2 separate regions of the Mus musculus genome follow, and region 2 is linked to region 1. The links are chromatin contacts, called in public promoter capture Hi-C maps. All regions are on one chromosome and are shown on one strand. Each heading gives the region's core, a stretch centred on a gene start, on an enhancer-like site or on the middle of the called end of the contact. The rest is flanking DNA. Distances are from core to core; before and after follow the strand shown.

Region 1 (5,408 bases), core at 1,437-3,936:
GAGCTATCTCACTAGCCCATGGACATATGTTTTCATTCCTGTCGGGCAGCTGCCTGGGAGCTGAATTGCTGGGTCATACCGTGGGTATATATTCAACTTCTACAAAAGTGTCATTGGGTTAGTGACACTTATCTGTAATTCCAGCACTTGAGAGGCTGAGGCAGGAAGATTGTGAGTTCAAGGACAGCCTCAGCTACATGGTGAGACTCAATTTCAACAAACCAAGGGCTAGAGTTATTATAGTCCAGTGATAGGCTTGCCCAGCAGGTGCAAGGCCAAGGTTTGGATTCTCAAGCCACAACAGAACAAAACAATACCCAAAGTCCTGACAGTTGGTAGCCCAGTTGCTGTGCAGTCTTCCTCAGAACTGAGTTTTGACATTCATTTTAGGCATGTTTCCTGGATGTGTTCATGTTTCCCCAGGCTACTGACCTGAAGCCTGCTGGTCATTTGTGTATTTCTTTGTGTATTTCACAGGCTGTTTACATCTCCTCTGTCCCTGTACATTTTACAGCCTCAGCCTCTTCTCCTGCCATGGTACCTTTTTGCTTGGCTATCTTGAGACATTCCTTAGATTCTTCTTCATCTCTTCCTGATATAGACAAGCCTCCCTAAACACATTACACAATCCCCTCCCCTGGTCTAAAGCCCATGGTGGCTCCTGTAGCCTCTAGAGATAAGCCTCACCATCTCTACCTGCCAGTCAAGATACCTCCAGCCCCTGGTACCAGTCTTCCTTTCCTGCCTTCCATTGATTTTTCTCTGCTCTTGCCCCTCCCCCCGCACCCCTATGCCTTGAGAACGTAGAATACCCTGTGCCTTTCCTCAGTCAAAGCCCTTCAAACCAAGCTCAGCCATCTCCAGAAAGCCGTTGGCTCACTCCACCTCACACGCTGTCGGCCTCCCCCAAGCTCCTCTTTACTTTTGTAAAAATTGTATTTTCTCTTTTCGAGTCTTTTGCCTCCGTGCACATATGTCCACCACAGATGGGTCAGAAGAGGATGTTAGATTCCCCCCCCCCCCCCCCGGAAACTAGGGTCACAGAGGATTGTGAGCTGCCATGTGGGTTCTGGGAACCAGACCGGCCCTCTGCAAGAGCAGCAGGTGCTCTTAACTGCTGAGCCATCTCTCCAGCCCCCTCCTGCCAGCTCCTGACATCTTCGCAGCCTTTTCCCCCTTTAGATTGCTATTAGTGATGTATACCAGGGTAGCTGCGGCTTGGCAGCAGGCTTGGAAGTACCAGGAACTTCTATTTATGATAAAGGCGGTAGGATCCCTCTATGCCCCCAATTAGTCCCCCAATTAATCAAATCATACTATTCTCACTTCTAAAACTTGTGCATCTTCCTCCCTAAAAATTCTACTCTTGTGGTGGGGACTCTGGGTGGGACATAATGAGGGAGACTGGCGGTTCCCTTTCTCTGTCTAAAACAAGAGAACTGGACTTGGAGTTTAGCCATTCGGTAACTCTGGGGCCTGTCTGAGTTTGATCCCTAGGACCAAGATGTTAGAAAGAAAGGTCTGAACTACACAAGTGGGTGTCATTTTTACAGGGTGACATGGGAATACACAAAGCCTAGTAAATGTCTAGAAGTGGAGGACACGGGTCTGCTCAGGACCTCTTGATCCTGTCCCTTCAGAAAGAATGTCAGGTCCCAGTATGTGGGATGCTGGGCAGGACAGTAGGTTTGAGACCAGCCTGGGCTACATGGCCAGTTGAGAGAATTGTGTAGCCAGAGGATGGCTTCACACATGAACTTGAAGAACATAGCTGAATCTGTGAAGGAGAGTACCAGGAGAGAAATTCAAGCCATAGCTCGCTCTCCCTCACTCGTGCCCTACTGCCCAAGGGTCTCCTGGGAAAACACACACAGGACTCAGTCGGGTTTTTTTTTTTTTTTAAAGGGCTTTGAAATGAAACTGGGGGGAGTACTGTGAAGATGTAAAGGGGGCAGAGAAGGGAGTCAGGCGCTTATCCTCAAAGGACCACGCCAGCTCAGTCACGCTGGTGACAGTTGCGTCAGCACCGATGTTAGGGGAAGAGGCATTCTCAAGTCTCATGCTTGTCCCAGGCCCATTCAGACCTGGCTGTCCCCATCCAGTGGAGCTGGAGAGACATTCTAGCAGTATGTCTGCCTACCCAGTGGTGAACTCAGGACATGTTTTCTCTGTATCTATCTACCCATTACCGGGCTGCAAAGCCACCTCCCTACAAGTCACTTCTGCTTAAAACCAGAGCAAACTCCCTCCGCCCCCATGTTAACTATCCTCTGAACTCCGCGTGGACACATCTACACATACAAATTAATAATTTAATGAGATAGAAATACTTGGGTTTGGGGACTAAGAACGCACAACGAACCCGAGATGGAGACTGAGAGGAGGTGGATGAACAGTTAAGGCCTTCGGGGGTCTGCTACTTTGTCCCAGTCCTGTTCCCTCTACCCCAGGTTGGTCCTTGTCTCAGGGTCATCTCCCCACCCCGCGCACCACTCTGGCTCCTCCCTCCCCAAGCTGCCCTGGTATCAAGGGCTGGCGGGAGAGGCTGCTTCTAGGCCCCGCCTAGGTCACGGGTCATGGCTGTGCGTGGCAGAAGGTACCCCGCGCCTCCCACGGTGACCTCAGGCTAGTGGTGTCCCAGCCAGATGCGTGACTCCGCCCCTCCGCTCCTCCCCTCCTCCCCGCGTGTTCTCTCCGGCGCAGCAACCGAGCTCACACCCGAATCCCGGGTCCTCCTCGCTTGTCCCCAGCTCGGTGAGTCCAGGGAACCCATGGAGACCGTTCGTAGTGCGCCTCCGGGGGACGGCGCTGCTGAGGCGCTGCTGAAAGAGCTGGAGCGTCAGGTGCAGGATGTGGTGCGGGCGAGCTCGTGGTGGGAGCGCCACGGTGTGGACTGCGCCATCCTCGCTCTCAGCCTGCTCGCCTTGCCGGCAGGTACGACGGAAACACAGAGACACGGGCTGCGGATGGGGGTGGCGCGGCTGAAGGTGGTGCAGGCTGGAAGGGAACCTCAGGACTTGAGGATCCTGGATCCCACCTCACTCTCCAAAGTCTAGCTGGGGGTGTTCAACTCATGTCCCGCTGGAGGTGGGAGGAAGTCCGATGCTTGAAAGTGGTGGAGGAAAAAGTTGCACAAGGAGCCGTGGGGAAGGGGAAAGTGAACCGGAAGAAGGGAAGAGCATGTTCTACAGGGGACACCGGAGATGGGATGAGTAGGACTGAGGAAGCCGGCTGCACATCTAGCGGTCTAATGGCTCTGTGACATCCAGTCCCCATCTCTGCTCTGGCGGGGGCTCAGGAGGGTGACCGGGCAGAACGAGGACAGCAAAATATCCTTGAAAAGCCCAGTGGGGATTTTTTTTGTGTGTTCCAAATCCCACGGAGAAAGTCAAACCACCCCTCTCAGGCCTTAGAGGAACCTGTCACAGGCCGAAGGCTGGCCCTCTTTGGCTCCGGATTTGGGAAAGTGTGTGTATGTGGGTCTGGACTCATATTTTCAAAAGGTGGCGAAAGATCCTGATCCCTGGTCCGTCCTCTTTGCAGGGTTCCTGTGCCTACGCGCCCATAATATCCTGGCCTTTGCCACGGGCATCACAATCTTGGGTGTGTGCCATTATACACTCACCGTCAAGGGCAGCCACCTGGCCACTCACAGTGCCCTCACAGAGTCCAAACGCTGGAGCAAGATCTTGATGATTTTCTTTTTGGAGGTGAGCCTGGCGGGATGGGGCAGTTGCTGGGCAACTCTGTGTGCCCATTCACATGGACAGGGAGCTGCCGCAGAGGGTGGGTAGATCCAAGTGTGTGGTGTGCAATACAGAGGGAGTGTGCATGTGCGTGTGCGTGTGCGTGTGCGTGTGTGTGTGTGTGTGTGTGTGTGTGTACCCGTGTATTCATCCAAGGCCTTGAGAGGAAGTTGGCGTTAATGAGCAGTTCGCATCCTATGTGTTCCGATATCTGTCGATGACGATGAACGTGGTTTATCTCATGATAATCTTGATAAAATTGACTGAGCAGCAGAAACATTTCTCCCCTCAAGGTATTCCTTGTCCTCCGACTCCTTTAGTCCTCGTCTTCTGTAGCACTAGGCCAAAGGTGGATGGAGTTTCTTCTTCCTTTCAGGAGGCCTCCTGCAGCTTGCCAGTTTTGCTCCGGGGCTGTGTTGCCTCACAGAAGCCTCCTGGTTCTGCAATCAGGGCTTATTGTCTGAAGGGGTGAACAGTGAGGTGGAGTCGGGGGTGTGTCAGGATGTTGGGGGGCAGTGTCACAGCGCTCCAGCTCTGCAACCTGCTCCACTTATGCCTGCTGATGGCTGAGCCATCTTGAGAAACTCTTTGCTCCTGTAACCTCCAGAAAGAACTCGGCTCCCTTCCTCCACCTCTCCTTCCTAGGCCTTCTTACCTGTGGGCCCACCAGGAAGGCAAAGGCCCCTGGACAAATCGTTCTTCAGGCCTTTCTAGATCCTCTATCAAACATGTTCTCTCTACTCCAGGGAACCCTCACCTAGCCAGCCGGGCCCCTTAGGGGTAGATGGAGAAGCTGCTAGGAACAGGAAAAGGTCTTACTCTGCGGACCAAGCAACACAATTGTTCTATCTTTCTATAAATTTATTTGTTTTGTACATGTGTGTGGAGGGTGTTGCATGAGGCATGGCATACCAGTGAAGGTCAGATGACAACATGTAACAGTTCTCAGTTTTGTTTGCTTTTTCTTTCTTTCTTTTATATATGTGAGTACACTGTCACTGTCTTCAGACACACCAGAAGAGGTCTTCGGATCCCGTTACAGATGGCTGTGAGCCACCATGTGGTTGCTGGGATTTGAACTCAGGACCTCTGGAAGAGCAGTCAATGCTCTTAACAGCTGAGCCATCTCTCCAGTCCTCAGCTTTCTCCTGCCACCTTTTGGGTCCTGGGATGCCGACCCAGGCCCTTAGGCTTGCCATTAAGTTTAACTCGCTGAGTGATCTTGAGAGTCCTTCTTTTTGTTTATGTGTAGATGTGAGTAACTGCCTGTCTATGTGTGCACTACATGTACACAATGACCATGATGGCCAGAGAGGGCACCAAAGAATCCCCAGGGCCGGGCAGTGGTGACGCACGCCTTTAATCCCAGCACTCGGGAGGCAGAGGCAGGCGGATTTCTGAGTTTGAGGCCAGCCTGGTCTACAAAGTGAGTTCCAGGACAGCCAGGGCTACACAGAGAAACCCTGTCTCGAAAAAGAAAGAAAGAAAGAAAGAAAGAAAGGAAAGAAAAGAAAAAAGGAAAAGAATTCCCAGGAACTGGAGTTCCATGTGGCTGTGAGCCATACGGCATGGTACTGGGATGGAACCCAGGTCTTCTGTAAGAGCAGCCATTACTCTTAACGGTTAAGCCATCTCTTCTGCTCCCTGAATCATCATGTAACT
Region 2 (5,408 bases), core at 2,128-4,627, 84 kb before region 1:
CGGGACTCGGGAGCTGGTGGCTTGGATGCTGGGAAACGTGGAAGCTTGCTGAGCAGGACTCAGGCACAGAGCAACAACTACAAGCCTGTTACGGTCCGATTAACCAGCAGCTCTGAACCAAGCCAGGGAAGGTACTGAGTCTGCGCTGCCACACCCCCTGGCCCTAGGGGCTCTCTGGGGGCTTCCTTCGTGGGACTTTAGTGGGTATTATAAGGCAATGCCCCAGAGAAAACAAAGAAGCCCCCCACATCCCCAAATCACCCATTTGGCTGGGCATCATAGTAAAGCAGGACGGACTCCTGACAGAGAGGCAGGAGAGGGCCAAGGATCAGGCCAAGTTGGATTGAGGTGGAAGACGTGAGCTGGTGGATCTGGGAGCCCTGCCCCACAGAGCACAAGAGTCAGAACTCAGAAAGGCCTTTGGTGGATGAGCAGGGCGGAGGAGCCGGGTGGAGGAAGGGCATCCCTTTCCTTACCAGTCAGCATCCCCAAGGGTGGGGAGGAATCAAGGTCAGGCTAGGCAGGAAGGGAGGTCAGCTCTCAAAATCTGTGACTCAGCAGCCATCCCTCAGCCTGGACAGAGGTGGTCACAGGTGGGGGAGGGGGAGGGCGAAGAAAGAGCCAGCGCTTATAATTAATTCATGACTTCTTACTATTTTTATAGGTGCTCAAGTTAGTGGGTGGAAGGAATCTAGCAAATCTAAGACCCCCGCCTCCTGCCTCTGGGACAGAGCCACACTAAAGCCAAACACAATCTCTGGGGACAATTTCTTTGGGGAGTGAAGTTGGGGCTTGGCCCAGGGTAAGGGCAAGCGGGCAGGAAGGATACTCCAATGTGTGGGGTCAGAAATCCCTCTGTGGGTCTGGGCGGATGGGAAGGACAGAATTTGGGGACTGGGTACAAAGTGGAACACAAACGGGCCCTCTGACATGACTGTCTTTTGGCAGACGCTCCACCCCATTGCCCAGTTCTCCTGGCCTGGCATGCGGAGCTACGTGGCTAGGCTTCCTTTGTCCCCTACTTCCTGTCCTTCATTTGGCCCCAGGCCTTGGTTACAAACATCCCTTCTCCCAGCGTGCCCTCCTTCAGAGCTCTTTGCTGAGGGGACTATGCTGTCCCACAGTGGTTACTTTAACTTCCCACTTCCGTCTCCTCCGCTGGAATTCAGGATCAGGAGGATGGTGATTCCATCCCTAGATGCTGGCACAGCATCTAGAAGGAAGGGCCTCTGTCTTTATAACGTGTTTCATTACTGGGTATCATCCTGGTTCCTGAGCTCTGTCTACGACCAGAGCTGCAGGCCTGATCAGCAGGACCCAAGAAGCAGGGAGTGTTTGGGGCTTATCAATCCTGCTGGAATGGCAGTTCCTGTCCCTTGGCAGAAGCCACACATCTCCCACCCCTACTGCAAGGCTTCTTCTTCCTCCCACATCTGGGCTGGGCATGGTGCCAAGCCTTCATTAGGGGTGCGGGAACTAAATGAGACGACCGCCATGGTATTAGCATCTGCCTCCCCTAGAGGCTATCTTCGCCAGAAATCGGCTTTTCATCTTTCCTTCTGCGCTAGCCTCTCCCAGGAAGCCATCCCATAATCACTTACACTTAGAGCAGCATACAAGTGGGCCTACCCCATCAGCCCTTGTGTGCCCAGAGGGTCAGGCTGTGACTGTGCCCAGGTCCCAGGCTGATGTCTGGAGCTCACATGGGGCCAGTAGGTGTTTAGAGAGTAAAGTTTTAGGGGTAGTGGCCAGGACAGAGAAGAGGTGTCACAGAAGCTCATGGCATAGCAATGCCTAACCCAACACTCTCTACCCTGCGGAGCTCTCCCAAGGTTCTGATTCACTGACAAGCACAGGGACAGCCCCTCATCTGCAGGTGAAGCTCAGCTGCATGGGGAAGTGGGTCAGGAGACAAAGGCTCCAGGATCCAAGTGCATGTTTCCCATCTTGGCAAAACCAGGGCTCTGGGCCCTAAGGATGGAGACCGGCCTTTGTGGCACACACACACTGTGCCAGGCTTGTGTTTTAATACCTCAGAGCATGCAGGTGACCCTCACCCTCAGGGTTTCAGTAAGAACCAGCAGAGAGGAGGTTGGGGTCTGACTACTTCGGCAGGCCTTGGCCTTGACCCTGACCCTCTCGGGCCTTCTTGTCAGGTCGGCTCCACCTCTCAGTGATGTCATTTTAGCCACCTCATCACCAGCTTCTAACTCCCCTCTAGTCATTTTCTAGATGAGTGCCACGGAAGTGGCTCCCTCTTTCCCCAGGGATCTCATTTGGCAAAGTCTGAAATTGCTAAAGGACCCCTTCACATCCTGAGCCACTTGGGTGGAAGCCCCATGCAGGGAAGGACCAGGGAACGCCTCTCTTGGGAAGGCAGATTGGAGACTTTCAGCTTCTTCGCAGGCGTGAGCATGCACCACCCCCTTTCTGGGCAGAGGGAAGCGAGTTGGGGAAACTTTCTGGAAGTCTTAGAGCTCAGAAATTCTAGCCCGGACAGGTGCTGTTGATCTGGAGAGATGACCTATCTCAATATACAGTGCATTCTTAGCAAAAGTAACAAGAATCCTCTGTGGGCCCCAAGACTTCCATTCTACCTAGCAATCGGGCCCCCTAACAATACCCTACCGGGGCACGCGAGTAGGTGCTGCTACTAAAATGAGAAGGGCGATGGATGCCCTGTCAACTGGACACTTTTGCAAGTCTCTCTCCAGCGTCAGAATATTCCAGGGCAGCGCCCTTCTCGGTCCACGTCCCCATTCTCAAGACGCATCATGCTCCGTTGGGCTCACCAGGTCCAGCCTAGCCCTTTTCTTGGGGATACCGCCCAACAATGGAGTAGTGGTCAGGGGTCTTGGGGCACACGCTGTTTCCCTCCCCAACGCGCTCACCCTGCTCCAGGTCCTGATGGTCGTACCAGGACTCCTCCTCCTCTGCGGAGTAGTCCTCCATCCCCGCGGCTCTCCGCATGGCCCCGCGGGTGGCGGTGGGCGGGCGCTGCGGCAGCTCAGGGCCTGGGCTCGCAGCCCGGGACAATGCGGCGGAGGCGGCCCGGGCTTCCAACGTCGGGAGCTCGGGCTGCAGCGCCCCTGCGCCCTCCGCCCGTGATCGCCATCCGCTGCCGGCCCCGTGCGCCCAGCGGGGCCTCTGGCTCCCGCGCTCCCCGGGTCCCGCCGAACTGGGGACGCCGGGTGGCGGCGGCACAAAGGGCGGAGGGGTGGGGACTGCAAAGTGGGACGACAGCTGGGACCACCCGGGACCACCTGCAGGGCTAGGGCGTCAGCAGAGTGCGGATGCAGCGGCGGGTACCCCTTGCCCGCCTCCGGCCCGCACACCGCCCGGCCCGCGCCGCGACACCCGGAGCCGCCGCTGCATCTCCGCCCGGCCCGCTTTCAGCTTCCCAGGCCGCCAGCTTTGCGGGGTGGGACCTGCCGCCGGAGACCAATCAAAAGACGTATGCAAATAAGGGGCGGGACCGAAGGCAAGGACCTTCCTGGTGTCCTGGTCCGGGAATTGCTGGATCAACCCTCTGTCCTGCTTTTCCTCCACGTCCGACTTTTATTTACGTCCATCTGGAATTATTTTGTTTGCTTGTTATCTGTCCTTCTGGCTCTCCTGGGAGCAAGGGTCTGTCTGATGTCCACAGTGGTCCTCACCTGCGGAGAACGTGCTGACCCACTGATATATCCGAAGAACTTTTTAAAAAATGGTATTAAATTAGAAACATCTTTAAGAACCTTGAATGGGGGTTTGGCTGCTGGAACACTCGAGGTCAAGAGTTCTTGCTGAGGATTTGAGTTCGGTTCCCGGCACTTACGTCAGGAAGCTCCCAACAGCCTGTAACGCCAGCTTCAGGGAAATTCTGACACCTCTGGCCTCTGGGTACTTGTAATTACATAAAGTCTCACACATAGAAAACACACAGTGGTTCCCTCCTCTACTAACGGGAGTTAGGAGGCTGAAGCAATAGGATTATCTTGAGTTCTTAGGCCAGACTTTTAACACAGCTTGTTCCAGGCCCGACTAAGCTACAGTGTGGAAGTTTTTCTGTAAACTAAACTAAGCAAAGCTAAACATTACTTTAAGGGGGTTGAGGAGGTGGCTCAGCACATTAAAAGTGCTTACCAGGTTTGGTTTTGTTTAAAAAAAAAAAAAAAGCAGAGTGCGTGGCTTGTTCTTGAAATCCCAGCTCTGGGAGCTGGGGAGCCAGGAGAGATGGATCGATGGTAGCCAGTAAACCTAGCCTAATTGGCCAGTGATAGGCCGTGTTTCAAAAAAAGCAAGGTGCACAGCTCCTTGTTCAGTAACACTTGGAGGTTGTCCTGTACCCTCTACACACACATGAACACACATGAGTGAACACACACACACACCTACCTTTAAGAATCTGAGTCTTAGGCTAGAGAGATGGCTCAGTGGTTAAGAGGGCTGTCTCCTCTTCCAGAGGTCCTGAGTTTAATTCTCAGCAACCACATGATGGCTCACAACCATCTGTAATGGGATCTGATGCCCTCTCCTGGTGTGTCTGAAGACAGCTACAGTGTACTTACAAATAATAAACAATTCTTAAAAAAAAAAAAGAACCTAGGCCGTGGGCTGGAGATGGCTCAACTGCTCGTGTAGAAGATCTGAGGATTCATTCCTCAGATCAATATGGTGGTTCAGAAACACCTGGAACTCCTTCCGGGGGATCAGTTCTCCTCTTCAGACCTCCTTGGGTACGAAGCATGCATATGGTATAGATACATTCAGGCAGGCAGACACTCATACACATAAATATAGAATAAATAAATATAGAAATAGAACTCATTTAAAAAAAGAACTGGAGTGTTTAAAAACCTGTATGTCTGGAAACAGGCTGGAAGGAATGAACTTTGGGCACGTGTTACTTGTATTCTGCCCTTTTCACTTTAAGGTCTGTTTCTTACTGCTTAAGACCCAAATCCGATATCCAGTTACACCCATAAAAGCCATGCTTTAATCCATCCAAGAATTTTTTTTTCCTTAAAGGAGTTTTCCTAATCCTCCAGCATTCATGTAATTTGTTTTTGTTGAGACCCATCATGTGTGAACATTCTTTTTTTTTTTTTGGTTTTTCGAGACAGGGTTTCTCTATATAGCCCTGGCTGTCCTGGAACTCACTCTGCAGACCAGGCTGGCCTCGAACTCAGAAATCCACCTGCCTCTGCCTCCCGAGTGCTGGGATTAAAGGCTTGCACCACCACTGCCCAGCATGTGTGAACATTCTTGAGGCACTCAATATATGTTGTGATATAACCAGAAAAGGACATCTAGCCAGAATATGGCAAAACCTGAAAATCCAAAGGAAAAAGGCATATGGCCAGGAGAAAATGGGTAAAAGACTTGACTGGACAAATTTGAGGAAAAAAATCCAAATGGCCCAGTTA

Evidence for each region. Capture Hi-C pulls out chosen DNA fragments and counts their contacts.
Region 2: a contact with region 1 is called in a promoter capture Hi-C map of adipose tissue. The contact joins the promoter of Cdr2l here to the promoter of Fads6 in region 1. A contact is called at or near these places in 3 of 39 promoter capture datasets (the HPC-7 cell line, hematopoietic stem and progenitor cells and macrophages), 1 of 484 Hi-C or Micro-C datasets (bone marrow-derived macrophages), 3 of 115 datasets of contacts at active chromatin or transcription factors (embryonic stem cells and pancreatic cancer cells) and 3 of 9 other capture datasets (adipose tissue, liver and pancreatic islet).

Annotation. Positions count from the first base shown.
Region 1 is chr11:115,294,840-115,300,247 of GRCm38.p6, reverse strand. Fads6 (fatty acid desaturase domain family, member 6) reads left to right here and starts at 2,686. Exons shown (of 6, transcript NM_178035.5): 1 at 2,686-2,934; 2 at 3,544-3,710. The coding sequence starts at 2,772.
Region 2 is chr11:115,379,885-115,385,292 of GRCm38.p6, reverse strand. It overlaps Cdr2l (cerebellar degeneration-related protein 2-like), which reads right to left and starts at 3,377. Exons shown (of 5, transcript NM_001080929.1): 1 at 2,892-3,377. The coding sequence starts at 2,970.